2 separate regions of the Rattus norvegicus genome follow, and region 2 is linked to region 1. The links are chromatin contacts, called in public Hi-C maps. All regions are on one chromosome and are shown on one strand. Each heading gives the region's core, a stretch centred on a gene start, on an enhancer-like site or on the middle of the called end of the contact. The rest is flanking DNA. Distances are from core to core; before and after follow the strand shown. Region 1 overlaps Adamts6 (ADAM metallopeptidase with thrombospondin type 1 motif, 6). Region 2 overlaps Cwc27 (CWC27 spliceosome associated cyclophilin).

Region 1 (6,295 bases), core at 1,866-4,365:
GGTAGGCGGCTAGCAGGGGCAGCCCAGTGGAAAGCCTGAAGCCTTTGCATTTATTAGAGCTATGACACTTGGCCAGATGCAATCCCGGAGGCCATGATGAGAGTATGGCAAAGCCCTCCATCATGCAGTGCTTGAGTAAATTTGGACTATAGATATCTGGTACTCTCAGGGACAAGCACTTACTGCTACAAGATCAAGGCAATCATTTTAGGAAACAGACAACTTCATCTGCATCACTTTTACAAGCTGAAGATTTTATTATTTACTGAATTATCTATGTTAAAAAACATCTGTGCCTGGTATGAAATTTCACTCCATCAAGTGTTGCAATGACTTTCATTTCCATTACGAGCAGGAGAATGAATAAAGGACAGGTGTTAGGAAACATGGCAATAAATTAGAATATAATTTACAAAAGCAAAAATAGTAACAGTGTACCACATTAATACCGAGTATAAAATAATAAGCAACAACTAGTCACAATAATACAAAGGTAATTTTGTTCTGTATTATTAACGATACCTATAAGACATTCACTCAAATACATAAATTCCTAATTAAATGGACTATTGGGAAGTCATACCTGCCTTTAGGGGTTCAATCATTTGGGTATATTTAACATTCCTTTTTTTGGGAGGCCTTTATGCCAGTGGCAGACACTGCTCCTAACCATGGGTACCCTGGTACCCTAAGTAGTCAATACAGCTCATAACACTTGGAGTGCTTGCCAAGGCAGCCCGGCCTCCGCTGCTGATCCCTGCCACCTTGTAGGACAGAGATGGCTGCAGTAGCAGTGGTGGTGTGCTGTGCTATGGAAGATGCTCTCTGCTCTGTGTAACCTGCTCAGGATTAAGTTCAGGGTCTCCTTGAGAATGTTGAATCCTGTTATACCCATGCTTTGCTTCCCCCACAGAAGGAAGGCTGTGCTGCCCCTGGCAGTAGCCTGTCAGCAATGCCAATGCACTTCCTGTGGAGAGCTCAGGCTGATCTCTTATCCTAGCTAAGCACAGTACCTGGGAGTCAGCCCTTGCGGTGTTAGCTTCCAAGTGAGGTAAATACAGCTTTCTACAAGTACTGTAGGAAATCTTCTTGGAATATAAGCATGAGTTAGTATTAAAGTTGATTAAAAAATATCAGATCTGGATAGCAAGCCTATGTGTAAACTGCCTCGGCGATCGCCAGTCTTCCTATATTTTACCAGGCACATTAGCACCAAGTTAACTGTCCTTTGAAAAGGACCAAGGGAATTCAAGTCTGGGCCAGGCTCCCATGTGTTGCCTTACTTTACTGGAATGGCGGTGATGGCACTCAGGCTGGTCTTCTCAGGGCAGTTATATGGAGGTGTTGGCCTCCTCTGGAAAACGTGGGGATGATACTGAGGAAGAAGCAGGGAATGAGATATGGCTGGTCACACTGGACTGTGGGCTAGCATCCAGGCCAACTGTACATAGCAAGTAAGAAGCCGAGGAGGCCTTTGGTGACAGCCTTTCTAAGGTCACCACATAGGTGACACACCAAAATCTATCTTCAGAGCACAGTGGTAGATAAGTGAGACATGCTCTTAAATGAAAATATTCTCTTTGTTACCATGTAGGTGTTTAGTTTGTTTTAGACGATGCTGTGTGTATGGGGCACACATGTGAAGGACTAAGGAGGTGTGCTCGACAGAAAGCACATTCACCAACAACCTACTACAAATTACAAATGTTCAAGTACGAAGTATTAGCGTAAGCAAGTACCCTTAAAAATCTACTTGTCGAATCTTTTGATGGCAACTTGTGAAGCTTGGAGATGGGAAGACCCAGGCTAGTCATTTCAGTTCAGTAAAGTGTGATTTTTAGAACCTGACACGCCCAGGAAACTGGGTTTCACATTTAATTGCCATTGAGACTATCTGTAAAAATGATGTGGTCAAGTGACTTTTAAATTTATATTGTGATCTCTCTTCGTGGAGCTTTTCTTCTTTGGTTGTTATCCTCCCCGACTTTAAAACTCACAGAAACAGCACATTTATATGCAAGCAAACTCACCTGTTTCCCCCACTCAGGAGTGTCTGCACACACACACACATACACACACGTATACACTTGCTCTCATATAAATAAATGCCCTTCTACCATATCAAAGAAGGGACATCTGGAACCCATCGTGCTGTCAGCAAGTGGCTGTTACTGAGCGAGCTTATCTTTCCCATGGCATTGTCGCCATGAGCTTACCATGCATGCAACAGCCCAGTAGGGCAGAAGCTGATCTGTGGCTGGTGGGGATGTAAACACTAAGGAGTCCGGGTGACTCGAGTACGGCACCCCACGTGATGGCTGCAAAGGGCATGGTGCTTCAGTCTCTGCCATAGCCTAGGTCTGGCTTCTGCATGAAATTGAAATGTTTCTCTCTTAAAGTTTTAATGGAAATCTCAGCTTCACTTGCACGACGGCAAGCTGGCCACTGAGTTTATAGACATGCGCAGCTGCAGCAATGGCTGCGCGGCTTCAAGCCAAGCCCTCACTGTTACTGGAGTTTATACAGGGCTCACAGCAGTGTTCAGAACAGGGGTTACTCCTAAGGAAAGTAAGTGGGACAGAGAAAAATAATACAAACTTTCATTACTTTTGATTTATAGTTGTTTCTTAAATTACAGTTTAAAGCCCATTTTATAATTTAAGTTTGGTGCTATTGTGGTGCGATAAAGGGTAGTAAATATTTTTAAGCTATGACTTAAGAATTCTGACTCTCTTCTACTTTCATAGTTAACCAAGTCATAATAACTACATTTTAAACAGTCTTAAATACAAATGGATTCAGTGTCATTGCTAAGTCCATAATAAAAATTATCTTAATGGTCCAAGGAGGTAAACAGGCTGTTAGATTTACTCGAAAGAACACAAACGTTCCACAGTAAGTGAGTTTCCTGTGTTGTTTGGATCTCTCAGATCTCCCTCCTGATACCGTGTCCAGCACTTTGGATCAATAAATCCCACTTCACAGAAGTTAAAATAATATTGAAATCCTGTCAGCTGGGGCTGACCAGTGGTTACATTTTCCACAGGGTAATGCTTTTGTAAGAACATCCATCCGCTTCCTCTGGGTGGCTCTCGTTGACGGACGGGTTTCCATGATGAAATGACAGGACTGTCTGGCTCTCTGCGGGTCAGTGTCCTTGGCAGGTCTTACAACACATCTGTCTGAAGTATGCGCGGCTGCAGAACTTGAACTTCAGCACCAGTGGGCAATATGCCACTTTGTTCACATCTTTGCACTCTAACAAACAGAGGCAGAAAGTGGGAAACAATCAGAGTCACGTCAGCGAGCTGATGAGCCTGCCAGCGAGCAGGGAAGACCCCACTGGCCGATCCACCCTGTCTTGCGTGTCCCTGTGACTTCTTTTTTTATTTTTTTAATTTTGTTTTTGTTTTTAAACACACTGTCTGGAACAGCCTACCAGAAACATTCTTTTGGTATATTTTAACACAGTTTTAAAAAAAATGCAAGGCTTTTCTTCCAGAGTTTTATAAGTGTGGTGCATGCCCACTGTGTCTTGAAAGAATTACCATTTGTTGGGATGAGTGATCGCTTTAGACATCTTGGAAACACGAGTCATTTTTCTTACAGTGTTTTTATTGCTTCTTTCTCAAGGGTTGTTTTATTTAATGTGTAAGGTTATCCAGAATCAAACCTGAGTCGCACTGTCTGATCCCAAAGTCCACATGTCTTTCAGTCACGCTGCACGCAAAGGTGCGGACAGTGTCTGGACTCAGCAACTCCATCATAAGGAGGAGAGCTGTGAGGGGCTGGCCTCCAAGGGCAGCCCTCTATGGGCTTTGGAAACATAGAAATGTCCTTTTTAATCTGGAAGTGAGCTACAGATACGGCCTTCTTTGCTCCTGTGTGTATTTTCTCACCAGCGTTAGAACAGCCACAGCTGCAGTGTGCAGCTCTTGCAACCAGAGGTGAAGGAGTGAAAGACCCCCTCCTCCCCCAGGGCTGGTGGCAATGGTGAGGCTGAGAACTTCGATTGACAGGGGCCACGCCTTCCTCTTCCATCAGTACAATCTACTACTGCAAAGGTGACTCCTCTTTAGTATTATGGTTATTTTATTTGGGGATTTAAAAATATTTGAGAACACAGTTGCTTAAATTTCCACATTCCTCTACCTGATTATACTGAGCTATCCCAAGAAAACCACTTCAGGCAATTCAGACTCATGGCGACCCAGGAATAATTCAATGTAACGTAACTTTTGGTGTTCGTTTGTTCTGTCCTGGTTTCAAATCTGCATGGACATGAAAAATGAGTATAAACTAAGGAGAGTGCTGCTAGCTCTTCTTAAAGAGTGAGGTACAGTCTTATGCTCCTGCTTTAAAAGCTCTTTTCCTTCCAATCTGAAATAGGAACCCTCAAGTCGTCTAAGAATATAAACTCTGCTGTTTTACTTGAGTGCTGTCAACACCCCCACTCAAGAGTCAATACAAAAGGGAGGAATAGTTAGAAATTTGATTGGAAAATGTTGTATTAGGAATCTCAGTGAATTTGTTTGGGTTGAAAGGTGTTAATGAGGGGCCCAAAAATGTCCCATTTAAAGTTGCACTGAAGAAGGAGCTCAGATGACAGAGCCTCCTGTGCATCCTCTTCTGCAGAGTGGAGAGCAGTAAGTGCAGGAGAGAGAACCGCTGCTGCTGTCACCCACGGTTAGGAATTAGTGCCCTTCTGCCTGATTTTAGGGAGAAAGCAAGAGGACACGTGGTAACCTTCTCGGTGAAAATACAGCACTTCAATTACTACTGAGGAAATATTGCCCCCAGAGACACAAATCAGCTTTGAGACCGAAGAGAGGGCAATATTCTTTGGGTCACAGCTTTATTGGAAGAATCATGACTCCATTTTTGGAAGATATCTTAGATTGGGAAAATTGAGTCAAGCAAAATATTAGTAAATACAGACCTTTTTAACCCTTTGATTTAGACTTTGTGAATAGATTTTAAAAATGTATAGTGAATAAAGTGGAATCTTCTTTTTCTACCCACTCAGTATAAATAGTGGAGGATTTTTCCATGGGTAGGTACTGGAATCTGGAATTTCTCCTGCAAGTGGTGGCCATGAACTATATCTAATCCACAGGGGTGGGATGCAAGTGGGTATTAGCCTAGGTGTCCCTCCCCAAACTGCTAAGTTAGTTCTCAACTAACTTCTTTGGAAGCAGAAAATCATCAGGTCCTAGAAGCAGGATCAAGCTTAGAGAGGTGGGAACTGATTGCGAGTAAGCACACAAGGGTGGGAAGGTGTGAAGTCAGCGAGATTGCAGTGAACTCAGGCTCAGCCTCTTCTAACGTTCACAGCTCTAAAGCTCAGAAAGGAAGAGCAGAAGCCCCGCCCATTTGGTGAAGCATACATGAGGTGATGCATACCGTGAGGAGCACAGGCCAAGGCATCCAGCTCAGCTAGCCACCGCTGGGTAGCCCTCCCTGCTTCTAACAACACTGTCATGTATCATTCCTCTGAGAACTGTCAGATGAGCACAGCAAGATCTCTATATGGATGCAGACAGAGGATTAGCAGAACACTATTAAATAGTGTGGGCAGAGCACGGGGCCAATGGCCAGCAGCTGGGAAAGACCTGGGCAAGCTCCGAGGACTAGGACGAGGACGAGGACTGCTGGGACTCAGTTCAGGCCTTGATGAGATATAGACTATGCAGAGCGTTGTTGAGGTGTGGAGCTCCTAAACAGGGCCATGTGGAAGATCCAGTTCCTACTTTTGGTTTTACCTTCTAGGATCTGGTGTGACTAGAACAAGCAGTTCATTACACTTTGGATTGGCGAAAGCATATTCACCAAAGCTCAGCCACAACTAGTCTTTTATTTACTCAGTCTTTTAACTCCACAAAAGCTTATTTTTGTAACAGCATTAATTAAACAGTGTAACTTATCAGGCACTTCCTTCGTGTGAGGCATAACCTTAGGCAGTTTCACACCTTTATGTTTGATCCTTTTAAGTCTGTTACATGTCAGCTTTCTGTGGACAGCAGAGCTAAGCTTAGAGCTCACGCTGGGTGAACCTCAGGTGGGTGGGCTGGAAAAGCCACTCTTGTTTTGGAGGCAATGTTGGCACTGAAAGTGAGGGTCTCTATTTGAGCTGACACAGTTGGTTGCCGGGCTGGAGGATATCATGGCCAGGTCTCATAACTTTTGAGAGTTTGATCTACCTTCTTAGAGAAGGGAAGAGACGCCTGGGAGAAAAGAGATGTTTCCAGGTCCCAGACATTCAGGATAGACTGAGTTATTCCTCCTAGCCTTTTCT
Region 2 (6,295 bases), core at 1,624-4,123, 320 kb before region 1:
TTTCAGATGAGTCTCTGGACACAATGCCTGGATACTTCTCACCCTAAGCTTTCACAGGATGCTGAAGATGACAGTGTAGAGCATGATGGCTCCATGGAGGAGGATGAGAAGAACCTGATGAGAGAAAGAATCGCAAAACGGTTGAAGAAAGATGCAAGTGCCAATGTGAAGTCAGCCGGAGATGGGGAGAAGAAGCCCGCAAGCCGAAGGTGAGTCAGGCGTGATGTTCTGGGCATCCGTGCCCTCCACTTGACGCCTCTCTTCAGGGGACCGAGTACTCTATTCACTGAACTGTAAGCTCCCATTGCCTAGTGTTTCTTAACTGCTCCACTTGTGAAAACCAGCCTCTTCGTGGCCTAAATGAGACCAGAATCAAAGTAAATTTAATGTACAGTAAACAGTACATTAGCTGCATGTACAAAATCGTATTAACTAATACCAATGAGAACATTAAATGACTTATATAAGAGAGACAGCCTCAAAAATTTTGGTGAGTAAAATTTCTCCAAATGGTGAATAAAGTGGGTTGAAACTGTTCTTAGATGCCTTTTCAAGTCTGATTGACTAAAAACCACACACCTGCTTGGTCATTGGTATTGTGAAATAAGTTTCAGTAAAGCAGGAAGTTCTGTCTGGTGTTGTTTGTTGGATTTTGTGACTTGACATTTTGCTTTTTTGAAATTTGACTCAGTTTGAAACCTCCCTCCCTTCCTATATGACTCTTCATTACAAATCTAGGGTATACATCTTAAATATCACTGCATTACAGAGTCATGGGATGTCTTTTCTTCAGTGGACCTATGCAATACAATGGAAGTAAATAAATAAGTTCATGTGTGTTTCCCAGCCTTGTGTGGGAAGCTTAAGTGTTGAGGCATTTGCATTGCAGAGGCCCCTCAATATTTGCTTTGTTTAACCAAAATTAAAAGTGAGCCCTAGAAATTTCTACTGATAAAATTTTTGTGTTCAGAAATGGAACTTAGAAATTATTTTATTCCTCTGCTTTGCAGCAGATATCCCTGAAATTCAAATAATCACTGATTGATAGTTTCTATCCCCCTGTTCTTTAACCACGTACTATTTAAAGGTTTTTATGGATTAAAGGAGTTTTTATTGTTATTTTCTTTTAGATTAAGCTTATACTGCAACTTTTTCTTCTTTCTTTTTAGATAATTTAGTAGGCAAAACTAATACTAATTTGTTGTTTGTTTAATTGTGCGTATATCTAAGTATGTATGTGTGGGTATTTCTTAAATTCTGAACTCTATCTTGTTGGATTCAGTACAATTTAAAATACATATATAACATGTAACTAACATAAGTTATAATTTAATACAATTAAATTTTCTATAAGATCTAATTAAGGCTTATTTTTAATACACTTCTCATAAGTGACTAAAATTGGTTTGTTTCATATGAAAATACCAAACATTACATTTTTCAATATTGTGTTCATCCTTACCATACAGGGTTGTCTTTCAAGAATTGTCATTTGTGGTGTGGTCATGTTGCGCAAACATGACATGAGTGGCTAGTGTAGGATATGATCTTGATGGTGAATAATGAACTGAGACTATAGTTAATGAGGAGACTGGTTGACAGATGGTAGTCTGTGGCAGCTAAAGAGACTGGTGAAAGCTCTGACTTAAACAGACACTGCTGGTCGTGGTTTGTAGACGGTACAGCCAAAGGCAGAGTGCTAACCAGTTTAACAGACCCTGCTGGTCATGGTTTGTAGACGGTACAGTCAAAGGCAGAGTGCTAACCAGTTTAACAGACCCTGCTGGTCATGGTTTGTAGACGGTACAGTCAAAGGCAGAGTGCTAACCAGTTTGCTTTGTGCTGATTTCATCTTCGAGCCTACGTTACCTCCCCAAAGCTTAGTCACCACACAGCATCATCTTGGGGTTTAGGCATGCAGGATCGGACATTGGAGAGCCACTAATATTTGGTAAGGAGAGAGGAGAGGAGACTAACAGACATTTATCAGTGTCTGAGCGTGAGAGGTGGTGGCTACCTAAAGGGGTTCTGGACTCTTAAGGGGAGAAGTGTGAGTCAGAGGCATGTCTGTCCTGTCGTCTGAGGCCTAGTTCTTATGTGACTTCTTAGATACTTGCATCCTAGACAATGTCTAGTGAAAGTTTACTTTTGACATACTGTTAGCACACTTTAAATCCTAAATCACTACGTTTATGAGTACTTTGTACATTCACAGTATTAGGAATAAAACCTTTATTGAAGTACTTGTAAGCCCTCTAAGGAAAGTAAATTTAGGAAAATTAATTCTCTAAAAGTGCTTTTAAATTTAAGGTAAGAACTTCACATGGCAGAAGGAGAAAACTGATGCCCAAAAGTTGTCCTCTGACTTCTGTATTTGTAGAGGTCATTTAAAACAAATGTTTATTATTAAGTTTTGAATAAATATAAGCATTATGAATATTAGTTGATTTTAATCTTTTCTGTAAAGTAATTGATAAATGTTCCTAGAAATATGAAGCAAACATTTATTTCTAACTACTTCTCTCTTCACTCAAAGGTTCTGTCCATGCCCTTCACTCCCTCCCATCTCTGAAGAGGCTCTATGATGAAATGAGCTCGTCAGAATTCTTGGTATAGGCTCATAAAAACTTAAACCCCATTTCTCCTCATGTGTGCCCAAGGCTGGATAAAGGCTTAAAATGTTCACTTTCCCTCCTGTCAACCCAAGCTGGTTGAGTATCTCTGGAAGTGGAAAGTTTTAGCCTAAAGCTTAATGTAATGAGTTGTGTTTGCCTGTAGGTGGCACTCAGTGGCTACAAGTTAGTCATGTAAAAGCCAATTGAGTTTCCTGCCCTGCTTTTTATTTCCTGCATCCGTGTACTGATTCAAAATAGCTAGTTAAACATTAGCATCAGATGGAGGGAGAGACCAGTCAGATACCATTTGTTGTAACGATTGCAGTCATACGAAATCACTGCCTTTCACGGTGTAGTTTCTGTTCTGCAGGAGCAGTACCAAGTAGTAAGACACAAGTATTAAAGTTGAGGAAGAAGACCTTATGAATTGGTTAAGCTTTAAATTATGAAACATATTAACATAAAGTCAAAAGTGATATATTCATAACTCCTGAGGGCTGGATGAAAAATAAGCTAACACTAAATTTAGTCCCTTTCATATTCCTCTGTTGAGTTTACAATGTTTGACTAGGATGTCTCGTGGAAGTTTGAGTGATTTCCCCTGTAGGAATTCTAGCCCTCTCAGGAAAATGTTCCGCAGACTTTAAGGTTGTGTGAATAGATACACATATCAGAGAGATGGGCTACTTTTGATTGAAATCACACTTAGAAAGTTAAGTTTTCCATGGTATATAAGTGGTTTTCTTTCCTTTACAAATTAAAAAAGGTAACCTGGTAATTACATTTCAAAAAATAAAGGTAACACATTAAAAAAATGACAATATAATTTTTAAAGCATAGTAAAATTTAAAAGCTCAAATCACGTGTGCATTCTAGCAAGTAAACTTAGAGCTCCTGAAGTGTGGCTTCCAGATGTCCCCACCATGATCTCAGTACCTTACAGGCCAGGATGGAACCGAGCAGTCGGAGGGCGCTTCCTCCTCTTACCCTAGTGCTGTGGAATGAGGCAGGGAGTGGAAAGAGGGAAAGAAACAGAAATACCTGGCTTAAATTCTGGATAATTAGTCTACATATAAGACTTGTAATTATTTCTTTGGTCTGAAGTAATAGTGGTCTAAATGTGTTTTCAGCAAACATTTTGGTTGGACGCAGATATGAAGGTCTAACTCGGTCCTGCTTTTAATAATATCTGCATATGTAAGAGCTGTTATGAAACATAAAGATACAGGAGAAATGTTTTCTGTCTGCAGAAGCTCACTCTCTAATTGGTGTTGTTTGGATGCTTCTCCAGAGTTCACTTGTAGCAGTATTAGAGATGGGCTCTTAACGATTAGAGATCGTTAGGGCCCGAGGACAGTCACACTAATTAGTGTGATTATTCAAGGATGGGTTAGGTATCTATCTTAGCATTGGATGCTGGTAAAAGAGTTTGCTCACTTGGTCCTCCCTCACACACTCATGCTCTTGCTTCTGTCATCAGTCACCTCACCAGCTACACGAAACTTCAGTGTGGACCTCCCACACTTAAGGTCTCACGATCCAGCTTCAGAATGTTCTGTTCTCAGCAAACACAAGTCCTGAAAGTTCAAGAATTGTAGACAGTATGGCATATGCTTTATTGTACATGCGTGTGAAGTGTCACAGGCAGTGAGTAAGTGATGTATATTCACAAAATACACCAAATTAGGAAAAGCAAAAGAGGGCCAGAGGTGTGGCCCATGCCTGCAGCCCTGCATTCAAGAGGGTGAGGTTGGAAACTCATGAGTTTGAGGTAGCCTGGGCTAGACAGTGACAAATACTACAGGTTTCATACATGCCATCCTAGTTGTAGTAAGATGAGGAATCTTTAGAGCCACTATTCAAATACTAACTTGTGCATAAAGCTCAACTCTTTAGAGTAATGCCGCACTAGATGGTTTATTTTACTGCCTTTACCTGTTATGGTTAAAATTCTGGATTAGTATTGGTTGTAATATAAACCATCTCATACTTTAATATTTCTGGCAGGTTTCCTTTTTCATTCTGTTTGGATCTTTATTGCAGGAATTTTGGGTATTCTCAACAAAACTGTTCCTTGAGCTATTTGAAATAATATACTACTTTAAATGTGCCAGGTCAGTTCACTGAGTCTTGGTTAGTCCATATGCAAGGGGTCACCTTCAAACCACACTCTGGCCCCTTATATTTGAATCCAAGCAAATCCTGCAGAAATGCGACAGCTCTGTTTTTACAATTACTTTCCATAAGACAGACAGGAAGCTGTGAAATGGACATTGTGGGAAGGGCATCCTGTCAAAACAGACAAGAGGCATTTGCATGTCTATAGAATATATTTATTCATATTACCCACTAGAGTTGCAATCTACTGATCTTGCACCATCTGTTGTTTATGGGGAACAGACTTATACATCTGAAATGTATTATTGAAATTTTATTGCAAAACATTCTTTAAGTCATTCAGCATTTGATGAAGTATTCTCTACCCTGGGATATGTAGTCCCACTGAAGAGTTTCCGACACTGGTTGCTTTCTTGTCATCCCCAGCGGCTCATTATGAATCCACCTGTTGACTAAACATGCCAGCACATTTGGAGTAAGGAAGATGACAAGGGCTACCAGCAAGTCACAGAGCACAGAACATTGTACAAGGGCCTGCGGGAGATTATGTCTTGTGATTCTGTCTAGGCCTGTCTTCTCTCCCTCAACACCCAACTCTTGAGATTTTTACTACTCTTGGGGTATCTCTTGGATTTTGCATATTCATTGAGTATATTTATAGTTTCTGTAGCCAAGGAGTTGTTCTGGTTTCCCACAAACCAGAAACCAAATACTTATTGTACCTTTTCAGTATAACTAGGCACTTTGCCAAGTTTTTTTCCTCCACAACAAAGCTACAAGGTATACTTTGTGGTATTATCCTTGGTTTTACAAATGAAACAAAGAATCCCAAAACACTTGATTTCTAAAAGGCAAAGTGCCTTGACTTTTGTCCATGGCTGTATGGCAGCACAGCCAGGGCCCAGGCTGTAATGCTCTGTTCCACCTCTCCAGAGCCTGGGGAGTAGGACCCAGTCAGATGTGTCTAGCTAAAGACAGCTTGGCACAGGATTTTTTTTTTTCTAGCAGTGAGCACAGGTTCAGTCAAAAACGCATTTCGAAAAATAAGATGGGAAGCAATTGAGTAAGACATCGGGACATTAACTTCTGACCATCCACACAGGCCAAAACACTCAAATACTGTGCGCGCGCACACACACAAACACACACACACAAACACACACACACACACACAAATGCATATACACATAAGGGAGTGGGGGGAGAGAGACATAGAAATGAATAAATAATTTAGACAATCTCCTCAGGTAAATAAATGTTTGTATGCATAAATATAAAAATAAAAAGACATAATTTTCAGTAGCTTGAAACACCTCTTATCTTGCTCTAGGTCAGCTCCATATTGGCTTTATCTAGGACCTGGAATGCAGCTTCCTCAGAGATAACTTAACGTGACAGAGGGAGAGTGATGATGGACTCATGCTAGGTTGTAAGGTTTCTGCTTTGAGGTGGCATATCATATCCCGCATATCACTTGGCCATCTCAGTGGTCAGAGCAGGAGTTGTAGATAAGCCTGCTGGCCTTTGAGTGACCCTCACAGGCAGGAAGAGGATATGGCTGG

Evidence for each region. Hi-C and Micro-C count contacts between places; a contact is called where the count stands out from the background.
Region 2: a Hi-C map of hepatocytes shows a contact between it and region 1, with 2.0 times the contacts expected there. The contact joins two enhancer-like sites. A contact is called at or near these places in 4 of 12 Hi-C or Micro-C datasets (the A7r5 cell line, hepatocytes, kidney and 1 more).

Annotation. Positions count from the first base shown.
Region 1 is chr2:37,361,006-37,367,300 of GRCr8, reverse strand. Adamts6 (ADAM metallopeptidase with thrombospondin type 1 motif, 6) reads right to left here. Exons shown (of 24, transcript NM_001108544.2): 24 at 228-3,258. The coding sequence ends at 3,149. Among named protein-coding and RNA genes, the nearest start is that of Adamts6, 210 kb to the right of the region's middle. Within about 2 kb of position 3,115, at least 3 of the 93 cell types and tissues checked have an H3K27ac peak or open chromatin away from gene starts, as enhancers often do. A contact at or near this core is called in hepatocytes, where this site is marked.
Region 2 is chr2:37,676,474-37,682,768 of GRCr8, reverse strand. It overlaps Cwc27 (CWC27 spliceosome associated cyclophilin), which reads left to right. Exons shown (of 14, transcript NM_001013199.1): 10 at 58-209. Among named protein-coding and RNA genes, the nearest start is that of Cwc27, 30 kb to the left of the region's middle. Within about 2 kb of position 2,873, at least 7 of the 93 cell types and tissues checked have an H3K27ac peak or open chromatin away from gene starts, as enhancers often do. A contact at or near this core is called in hepatocytes, where this site is marked.